2 separate regions of the Sus scrofa genome follow, and region 1 is linked to region 2. A link is a contact called in public Hi-C data. All regions are on one chromosome and are shown on one strand. The core of a region is the stretch at or near the end of the contact, and the rest is flanking DNA. Distances in the headings are between cores, read along the strand shown. Region 1 overlaps FOXO1 (forkhead box protein O1). Region 2 has its middle 380 kb from the start of COG6.

Evidence for each region. Hi-C and Micro-C count contacts between places; a contact is called where the count stands out from the background.
Region 1: a Hi-C map of skeletal muscle shows a contact between it and region 2, with 2.9 times the contacts expected there. The contact joins two enhancer-like sites. A contact is called at or near these places in 1 of 47 Hi-C or Micro-C datasets (skeletal muscle) and 1 of 2 datasets of contacts at active chromatin or transcription factors (skeletal muscle).

What each region holds. Positions count from the first base shown.
Region 1 is chr11:15,358,266-15,363,278 of Sscrofa11.1, reverse strand. All of the region lies in intron 1 of FOXO1 (forkhead box protein O1), which reads left to right. Among named protein-coding and RNA genes, the nearest start is that of FOXO1, 49 kb to the left of the region's middle. Within about 2 kb of position 3,043, at least 12 of the 83 cell types and tissues checked have an H3K27ac peak or open chromatin away from gene starts, as enhancers often do. A contact at or near this core is called in skeletal muscle, where this site is marked.
Region 2 is chr11:14,957,167-14,962,820 of Sscrofa11.1, reverse strand. No RefSeq gene overlaps it. Among named protein-coding and RNA genes, the nearest start is that of COG6, 380 kb to the right of the region's middle. Within about 2 kb of position 1,475, at least 5 of the 83 cell types and tissues checked have an H3K27ac peak or open chromatin away from gene starts, as enhancers often do. A contact at or near this core is called in skeletal muscle, where this site is marked.

The DNA.
Region 1 (5,013 bases), core at 1,794-4,293, 400 kb before region 2:
TCATCATCGTGTCAGAATATATTTTTTCTTGCCTCAGATTTGTTGATATTTTTATTGTTCAGTCCATGTACATCTTCTCCAGAGCATTAGGTTTATACTTACTGGCTTTAAGTACTCGTTTGCTGATATTAAGAAGTATCTCTTAGCAGTTAGTGTTGGTGGCACTGTTGGTGTAATACGTGGCATCCTTCCATACTCTACTTGCTTGTTTTTGCCAGTCTGCACCTCCAGTGGTATTATCCCTTCGTTTTGTGCTGCCCATGATGACGCAGCTTCTGCCTTACGAGGCTAACAACTGGTCAGGGCTTAGATAGCTGCTGATACACAGATATTAAGGGCAAGTAACTGGAGAGAAATGTAAAAGGGAGTACTGGGGTTTCAGGGGCTGGGAAGGTCACGTCAGGTTGGAAGCACCAGGAGAAATACGGCCCATGCCTAAGATGAATGCAGAAGTGTGGGTAGAATTTCAGCAGGCTGGGGCTGATCTGGGCTGGGCAGGGAGGAGATTCAGGGTGCTGCTGGGAGCAGCCTGAACAAAGGGATGGTGGTGGGAGAGGGTCCCTGTGTTCAGGGAGTTGTGAAGTGTAGTATAGTTGGAGATGGATTACTGGAGACAGTGCTGGAAAAGTGGAGGCCTTGTCCCCATGATGTGTAATTGAGAGTCAGGAGCTGTTGAGAAGGGAACTTTTCATATGTGTATTGCTGACAGTGATGCTAATTAACTTTTAAGCACCAGTTATGATCCTAGACTGCTTGTAATTGTGACTGAGCACCTGTGAACAGATAGAAATTATCCTGGAAATATCCACTTACTCCTCCATCAGGGAATAAAATGATATCACACAGTGAATTTTAAGAGTTTTATTTTTCTATTATTTATTCCTGTAGACATGTACTAGTAACTGACTTTTATCTGCAGTGTGGTTTCGATTGCTAAAAATGAGGACTGAATTGCAGCTTGTCGAATAAAATATATTATCATATTGGAAAATTTGAGTTACTGATTCTGCCTAAAAGGGCTTTGATATAACTGAGTATAATTTCTTTTCCTGGGGATGCCATTTCCTTTAGAAATTCAGTGCGTATACTTCAAAGTATTAAAAAAATGTTAAATCACTTTTTTAAATGGCATTTTTTTGGAGTAAATGATGAAGAACATTACAGTTTTGATTTTTAATAAATCAAGAAGTACATATCAGTTTTTAAATTTTGGAAACAAGTTTCTATGACATTTACCAAATATGATCATTCATAGCAAAACCTGAATTCCTGACGCAGTTTAAGAACCAGGAGAGAAAGAATTTGTGTCAAATATGCGAACCAGTTAGGTTTTAGAAAGATGGAGTGAACACATAGCTGTTTCGCTCTGTATATACTTTGGGTTTTTGTCTAGGGGGAAAAAATACCTTACCCTAGCAGTGTGTGGCTTGTTATTCTCCATAGGGCTGTTTTTAGGGATGATAGTAATATTTACAAGCATGTGAGCAAATACAGAGCTGTCTGGTTTAGAGCCATATTGCCTGTTAGGACATTTCTTAAGAACGCTTCCAGGAGAGGAAGGCTAATGGTGATTAAGTGGCGTTACCTCTTGATAACTGCAGTGTAGACTGTGTATCCTTCTGCCTTTTCATCCACGCTGGCATCTTGCCGTCCTTGCCTAGCACCAGGATGACACTGTGCTGAAGGCCTCTGGCCCAGCTCTATTACAGAGAGCATGAAGGAAGAAAAATGGGCTAAGCCTAGGAGAGTTTAAAAAAAAAAAATTATCTGGCACCAAGCTAATTATGAGATAATTGAGAGTTATAGGGGTCATCTCTGCACATTAATTAGCATGTCCACACATGCACATACATATACAGTATCACTCTTCAGATTTTCCAGAGGATGGGCTTGTAGGAACAAGCAACATTCATCTCTTCTTATACATTTAATGTGTTAATATTAGTGCTTCTTGGGTGGCAAGTCTTTTTTTCTTTTTAATGGAAATGACACAGTTCAGGTTAATTCTGTCACATTCAACATAAATCAAGCATTTAGAAAAATGCCGTGTCCCTCCCTGTCTTTACCCCCATTTGGCGCTCAAGTGTTAAGGGTATGCCTTGGTGGTAACACCAGCATTTGCACAAGCAGCTCTCCTGGTCATTTCACCAACACCCACATGAACTGAGACTCTCCTTGCCCTTTGTGAAATACCCTTCCTGGTTGGCTGTGGCTCCCTGGCTGCTTTGTGTTTCCCTCTAGTACACCAGATTAGTTGTATTTTTCTTGGAACACGTTTGCGCTTTTTCAGACATGTTTGTGCAGTTGTGCTATTTTCTCAATAAAAAATTAATTTAAATATTAAATAAACCCATTAAATATGAAATAATTAGCTTTAGGAAAACTAAGGTGCACATTTTGGAAAGACTTAAATTGCTGATAAATTAGGTTTGCTTAGACCCTATAAAAGTTGAGTTGCCATGAAGAGGTTGGGTAGATTTCCTTCTCCTGATTAAAGAAATCAACATTGTAAATCTTGGTGATAATGCATGTGGGTTTATAAGAAAGACGGGACCTTGTCTCAGAGGAAGATTTTACCTTATCTCAAGCATGTTTACATGTATATATCTTAAGGTAAATGTTTAAGGCCTGTATATCAGTTTTTAAAAATTCTGTACTTTAAATTCCCTCTTTTTAAATTAATTGGCCAACTAGGATTTTGATCTGGTTTGAATTATATTGGGTAACAAATGTGTTTTAACATAATGGTCACTGGCATTAACAACATCAATCACCAAAAGCCATATCTAACCTACTTTGGGACACAACCAGTTTCTCTTCACTACCTTATATAGGAATGATAGATGTATCCTAAGCATGGGCTGGGAGAAGTCTGAAAGGCAGATAAAAAGCCTAGGCATAGTAAGAAGTTGAAGAGACTTGAAGGATTCTTGCCAAGGCCTTTGATTGAATCTGAGGAGATGGCCTTGACAGTGGTGTAGCTGTGGAGTGACTCGAGGCAGTGAGTTGGTGAGTGAGTGGGGTGTGTGGTATTCACATTCAGCCCTTACTCATCCCACACACAGTTGCCTCTAGACGGGGACCTTGACCTCTGTACCAGTTTTATGGTAGTGTGAGTAACATGCAGTAAGTTTTGCTTACTAAGTAGATGAGTTTGGTAGTACTGTTGTTTTTGGTTTTGTTTTGCATTTGGGCCATCTTTTTTTTTTTTTTTTTTTTTTAATGGCTATACCCATGGCAAATGAAAGTTCCCAGGCCAGGGATTGAGTCTGAGCTGCAGCTTTGACCAATGGCATAGTGGGAACTCCTGGGTCTTTACTTGTGTCCACTAAAAAGGATAGGTTGTTAATCTACTGCCAAATCTCTCGCGCAAGTCCTGAGAAAGCCCTAAAATGATTGGCAGTTAGTGGCCAGGTGTGGTGTGTTAGGGGCTGTGTAAACCATACCTGCTAGATAGAATGCAGTGTTGGGATGACATTAAAACAATGTGTTTTTTTTCCCCCCAGTCCAAATGATTTTGGGTAAAAAAACATAAGCATTAAAAAAGCACTATTAGCAATTGAAGATTAATATCTCTTCACTGGTGTTTGAAAGAATCTTTTATATTGCTTGTATGAATTTCCTTTTCTGTTATATTTAACATGTACCTTGGTTATGCATCTTCCTCCATTCTCTGTATTTAATCCCCAAGGAATCTGTATTAATGAATTTTATGCTTTGAGCTTCCCTTTTTTTCTTGTCCTCAAAAGTGATACTGGGAGAAGAAGGAAGGCTCTTCAAATTTCCTTTGAAAGCTTTTATTTATCTTATACACCTATTCCTTTTGAAAATTTCTCTGTGTACAGCAGGCTTTTTTTGCAAATGATTAATTTAAATACCAGAGATACATGGAGATTCACTGTCCCCCTGGTTGTTCCTCTCCCTGTTCCTTGGCTCAGATTCACCTTCAGAAAGTCAGGGAGAGGAAACATAATCTGCCTACACTTAAGGCAGAGGTTGGTTATTTAATTTGTGGTCAGTTAAAAAAAGTTTAAAAAGCTATTTAATTTGTTCTTACCATGATGGAACTAAAAATAAAGAGAAAACCAGAATACTTGTCTTTTTGCTAAAGGCTTATGTGAATTTTTCTGTGTGCTCTGAAAGCTGTGTATATATAATTTATTAATAATAATATATGTACCTCTATAGAATTCCAATTACCGTATTTTTAAATCGCTAGTATTTAAAAAATGTAGATGTCTTCTACTGGTATTTTAGATTATGTAACAGGTCTGAATTGAGTATCTTGATACTTCCGTTTCAAAATATTTTTCTTTTTTCTTTTTTTCTTTGTTGTTTTGTTTTTTTGGCCACACTCATGGCATGTGGAGTTCCAGGCTAGGGATCAAATCTGTGCCATAGCAGTGATCCCAGTGGCTGCAGTGACAACGCTGGATCCCTTAAACAGCTGTGCCACTAGAGAACTCCAAGAATAACATCTTGAAAATGTGTGCCAAAAAGTGAGAAAAAAAGGCCATTCATCCACTGAGAATTTTAATGGGAATTTTAAGATCATATTTTAGTGGAGTATCAATGTTTAGTGTATTGGGCAGTTCAGAAGATTGATTTGTTCAGATTTGCTTGGAGACTTGATGAAGACTAATTTGACTTTAAATTTGTATTTATCATTTTAAAAACATGATCATTAAAGAAAATTTGAAAACTAAGGAGAAGAGCCAAAACTTAATGTTTTGGTGATGCTTCCATTCTCTTTTATATGCATTATTAAAAAAAATCACTGCTTGAGGCTATGCATAAACTTGCCAACTTGCTTTTGATTAATAGAGTAAGTTCAACAGGGAATAGTGTAAAATATCATTGGCAGCATAACTGCAAGTGAGTTGAGCAGATTAAAATTAGCTTGAAGTCATAAATCCTTCCTTTCATATTATCTGTTGTCATCATTTATTTATATATATTTATATATATATATATATTTTTTGTCTTTTAGGGCTGCGCCTGTGGCATATGGAG
Region 2 (5,654 bases), core at 226-2,725:
CGTCGGCGGACTCGTCCGACCGCTGATGGGATGCAGGCGTGCAGAGTGTCACAGACTGACTGACAGCCCAGAACCGGAATTTAGACCCAGATGTTCCAGAATGTCCCGGGAGGACGTCCCTCTAGCGGTAACCATCGCAGACCTAAACCTGTTCACATCCGTGTCAGATACGTATCACCCGCGTGCACTTTTCGCGGGACCCCCTAGCTCCGTGTGCTTCACGGAGGGGAACGTCCCTCAGAGGGAGAGAGGGAACTCGCCTTTGGGAATTTCCGTACCATTTCAATGCAGAAGGCTTTGCACCCGCGTCTTATCATTATTTGCTTATTTCCTCGACCCGCCCAGAACGCCTCCTTGGGCCTTAGGGAGTCTCCGCCGCCAAGCACACGCTGGGTTCAAAGTGAAGGGTCCCAGGCGTGGGCCGGCAGGGCTGGGTCCCCGAGGAGCCCGCTTCCCCGCGTCCTCTGTCCCGGTCCAGCTCCACGAAACCTAGCTCCGCGTTGCCTCCACTCTGGCCGCGGGGGCCGCCCGAAGGCCTGGCGAGCGGAGAGGAGCCACATGGAGCGCATGGCTCTGCAGTCAGAGGGATGGCGAGCCCTGAACCCGAGACAGGAAAGAGGAGCAGCAGCCTCGGAAACGCTGGCAGCTGCACAGACCCGCTGGCCGCCCCTGTGAGCCCTGAATGGAAAAGACTGTCACATGCTGAGGGCTGGCCAGGCCCCACATCAGGCGGTGAGTGTGGTCCGTTCTGACCGTGAAGGTCAGTGAGGAAGGCATCAGCCCTGCCGGGGTCTGACCGCTCTGGCTTCTCCCTGTGCCAGGCTCTTGGCAGAGTGTGAACTTGGAGAGGCAGGGCCTGGGCAAGATCGTCCCGGCTGCCCTTGCTCCTGAGGACTTCTTTAGGGCACAGGGACCGTGACTGTTCAGGGACAGGACAGGATGTGCAAGGCAGCCGTGCCCGACCTGCGTGTCACGGGGTGCGAGTAGGTCCCAGGCGAAGGTGGGAAGCGTAGCTGCGTGGGCCCACCATAGAGCTGATGAGTGGCTTCTGAAGAGTGAGCCAGCGTTTGCCCATAAAAAGTGGGAGAAGGTTAATAGGTGCAAACTACTCCATTTAGAATGGATAGGCACTGAGGTCCTGCTGTACAGCCTAGGGAACTGTGTCCAGTCTCAGTGATGGAACAGGATGAAAGATAATAAGAGAAAGAGTGTGTATACATGTATGACCGGGTCACGTGCGGTATAGCAGAATTTGACAGAATAATGTAAATCAACTCTAATAAAAAATTTTTTAAAAGGTGGGAAAAGGTATTGCAAGGATTAGGAAACTGCAGAGGTATGAGAGGAGGACAGGGTGTGTGTGTGTGTGTTGGGGGTGGTGTCTAGAGGACACTTTCTTGTGGGACAGGAACCCGTTACACCATGTGCTCCTGGGAGATAGTATTTCCTAATCCCCAGTGAATGCCCTTTTGGACATCGCTGTGGTGACGAATATCTGCTCCCCTCTTTTGGACACGGACTGTTTTTCAGCCACTCCCTACGTGGGGCTGACCTCTCACCCTGACCTCTGTCTGCAGGCTCGGCCCACCCAGATCCTTAGCACCGAGCACTGACCTCTGTTTGGTAGAGGGGAGGGGCCGAAACAAGGGCGCTCTGGTTTCATTCCAGGTTCTACTTGGTCTTTTCCTCACAGAGACTTTGGCCCAGTCCCACAGACTCACAGTTAAGTCCAAAGGGTCCTGCCTGGTTTTAAATCTTTCTCCAAAAATTTGCATCCTTTTCTGGAAATCTGTCTCAGTGCCAGGGGACCTGCCACAGGCTCTAAGACTTCCCTGTAGCAGCTGTCTCTAAATTGATCTATTATCTGCTTAGAGAGGTGACTCTTTCGTTATCCTCTGGGGGAGAAAAAAAAATCCTGCTTCTAATTATTTAGGGTTCCCGAAATATGGTTCTCTGTCTGTTACACTGAGGTTTTCTATTGTTTACAAGAGAGATTTAAATTGTTAGCCCAATCCTTTGTGTTCTCCAGATTATGTCAACATTGGAGATAATTCTCATTTGCTGGTTCGTTCATTCATTCAGTAGATATTGAACACCCGCTACACGCTAGGCACTAGGAATATGTGGCAAGCAAGACAAAGTTTCTGCCGTCATGAAGCTTAATGAAGTAAGATGGAAAATACCCAAATAAAGAAATCAATAGGCTAGATATTTAGAGAGTCTGAGGGGTACCAGGAAAAAAGAAAAAGATTGACATGGTAGACAGTAGGGCAGATGAAGTAGGACAGCGGATTTGCCATTTAAAAAAAGAACCTAGGGAGTTTCCGTCGTGGTGCAGTGGTTAACGAATCCGACAAGGAACCATGAGGTTGCATGTTCGATCCCTGGCCTCGCTCAGTGGGTTAGGGATCCGGCGTTGCCATGAGCTGTGGTGTAGGTTACAGACCCGGCTTGGATCTGGTGTTGCTGTGGCTGTGGCGTAGGCTGGCAGCTACAGCTTTGATTAGACCCCTAGCCTGGGAATCTCCATATGCCGCAGGAGCCGCCCTAGAAAAGACAAAAAAAAAAAAAAAAAAAGACCAAAAAAAATTAAAAAGATAATCTAAATGATAGAAATAGCTGAGGGAAGCACATTCCAAAAAGTAGCAACAGTAAGAAGAAAAGCCAGGTGGTCAGAAAAAAAAACTTGGAGGCCCCAAGAGCACGTGAGGCATGAGGATAGAAAGACGAGAACAAGAAAGGCGTCTGGGTTTTATTCTAAGAGCATTCTCTGTTGAACCATGTAAGTGGGATCCTTGTTGGTTAGGATGGATTGATTACTAAGCAAATGATTGCATTGAAAGAGCCAGAGTGTGCCACTAGGGTGGTGACTTCAGAGATGGTGGGAGCTGAATTTAGAGACAGAAGCTCCCCGCCCATGCTTGCATCATGTGCAGGGGGCTGCAGAGAGATGGCCATTTTCATCTTGAATATTCACCTCAATTCAAACCTGTGAAAACATCCCGAGGATAGACATTGGTACTACCCCTTTAGCCTGGCAGCACTCTATTCTCTCCTGAGAAGGGGTAGGGGAGGGGGGACGAGCAACACGAGGTGTGTACCAGGCCTGGTTCCTCATGGGTTTTCGTTTTAAGGCTCACAGGACACACTGGGTTGGGCACCTTTGAGATGTCAGCTCTGGCTCAAAAGTCGTGACATTGTGAACCAGGGAAAGGTGTCAATAGGTTGACCAAAAAAAAAAAAAAAAAAAAAAAAAAAATCAAAGCTCCTTCCAGACATAGCTTGTCAGTGTTTTTTGCAGGTCTCTGCTGAGGCTTGGATAAACAATAACCAGTTCATTCAAGTTTTAGTTAAGAAATAAGTTTTTTTTCTATTTAAAAGTTACAATGAACAATGTTGCCATGAATTTATTTTGTATCAAAAGTTCATCAATGAGAGACAGCACTTATCAATATGTGCTTAAGGTATGAGAACTTAGGTAAATCTTCTCTCGCCATCTCAGTTAAACTGGACCATCTTCTGAGCCCACAAGGTGACCTTTTTACTTAAAAAGTGATTCTTTGTAAATACTTACCTATACAGATAGAAATGTTTTTAATCTAGCTCAACAAATTCTGAGGCTCATATAAGACAGTAACTGCCCTCCATCACCTCCAGCTTGAAATATTTAAGTAGCCTTATTCCTTTCATTCATTGACTTTTTACATTTATATATACTGTAGCTCCAATGACGAACCATTAATGTAGAAAAAAGTGGAGGAAAAGTGACCCCAAATGAACGATGAGAAGACAGGGGTAAAGAGGTCACAGGAAGGGTGCAGGAGGGCCTCCGCTGGTCTCACCGTATCAGTATCTTTATGCCTGCCTTGACCGTTGTCACAATATCAATAGCTGCTGCATGTACATACCCCCCAAACATATACGTATATAAACACATACATATACCTGTGTATTTAACTGTTCATTGTGAAAGTATTTCATGGTCTGAAGTTCCCACTGTGGCTCAGCAGTAACGAACCCAACTAGTATACATGAGGTTGCAGGTTTGATTCCTGGCCTCGCTCAGTGGGTTAGGGATCCGACGTTGCCATGAGCTGTGGTGTAGGTTACAGACCCGGCTTGGATCTGGTGTTGCTGTGGCTGTCGCGTAGGCTGGCACCTGAAGCTTGGATTCGACCCCTAGCCTGGGAACTTCCTTATGCCGAAGGTGCGGCCCTAAAAAGCAAAAAAAAAAAAAAAAAAGAAAAGAAAAGAAAGAAAGAAAGAAAAAATATTTCATGAACATTCACTCATTCATTCAAATGATAGATATTTGAGTCTCTACAGGGTGCCAGGTACTCTTCTAGGCAGGAGGAATAGTGTGCAAAATAGACATAGCTTTCCTATGCACTGGAAACCAAAAAATCTGTGACCCATTTTATTGCAATATTTGCTTTATTGCTATGATGTGGAAATGAACCCACAATATCTCCGAGATGTGCCGATCCTCGGTATGTTGTCGAATGGATTGCTTTTTTTGTTCAGTTTTTTTTTTGTTCAGTACAGCACATCATTCGGTATCACAAACACAGTCCACCTGATTTTGGTAGATGCATGTACCATATTTGCTTAGCGTTTCTCCTGTTACCAGACCTTTCATTTCATTTCTCAGAATTATTTTTAAAAATGTGGTGCTGAGCATTCTTCTATGTCTCAGTGTACACAGGGGCGTGTGGGATAGAGTTGCTGTCCAAAACGTTCACAAAAACGTAGAGCTTTGACATGAGTTTCGTCAAAAATTATGTGTTTTGATTAATGCCATTTTGCCAAATCCAGAAAAATCATTTTAGCAAAAAGTAAGGGGAAAACTTCTCTAGGGTTATTTTCCTATTTTCCTGCTTTTTGCCACATGCCAAAAAAAAAAAAAAAAAAAAAAAAAATTTTTTTTTTTTTTAACAATTTTCTTGCCAGTAACTGCTTTTGGCTTAGCCAGAAGCCGAACATCACAGTGGGGGCGGAAAGGAGTGTTTTGCTCCAAATTGCATAATTTGGCAAACTTTCCTACTACGGTAGTCATGTTTTTGCAAGATTCAGTGAACTTTATAAAGGCCGTCTCTCCATCAGTAACCCACTGCAGCAAAACCATGACAGCATGGCTGCTCATCCTGCCTCAACTTCTTCCTGTCTTCCCTGGGTTCCTGGGGGTCATTGGTTCTGGGATCCCAAGGTCAGGTCCTTGGGAAGTTCTCTTGCCCAGTGTTGTAAGCCTTGCTCCTTCTTTATTCCCTCTTGTATTTAAATCCTTCCTCATTATAACAGGGATTCAGATAATAGAAGGCCAGAGAGGAGTTCGCCTCCCAAACTCCACTGGTGTAAGTGTGTGCAGAGGCTTCCGTGGTGCCTGATGAATTGCCATTCCATTTCTATCAACGCGGTGATAATAATTGATAGCTCTAAATATTCTTCAGCATTGCCTTCGTGCGAGGTACTGCACTAAGCCTTCGTCTTTTTATTTCATTCCCTTAACAACCCCACAAAATAGGAAACACTGTCCCCACTTGACAAGTGGGAAAATCAAGAATGAGAAAGTAACTGCTCAAAGTCCTAAGAGGTGGAAGCTCGGGGGTCTGAAGCCAGGTCTGTTTTGGACTCTGGAGTCCTGCAATCCTGATCAC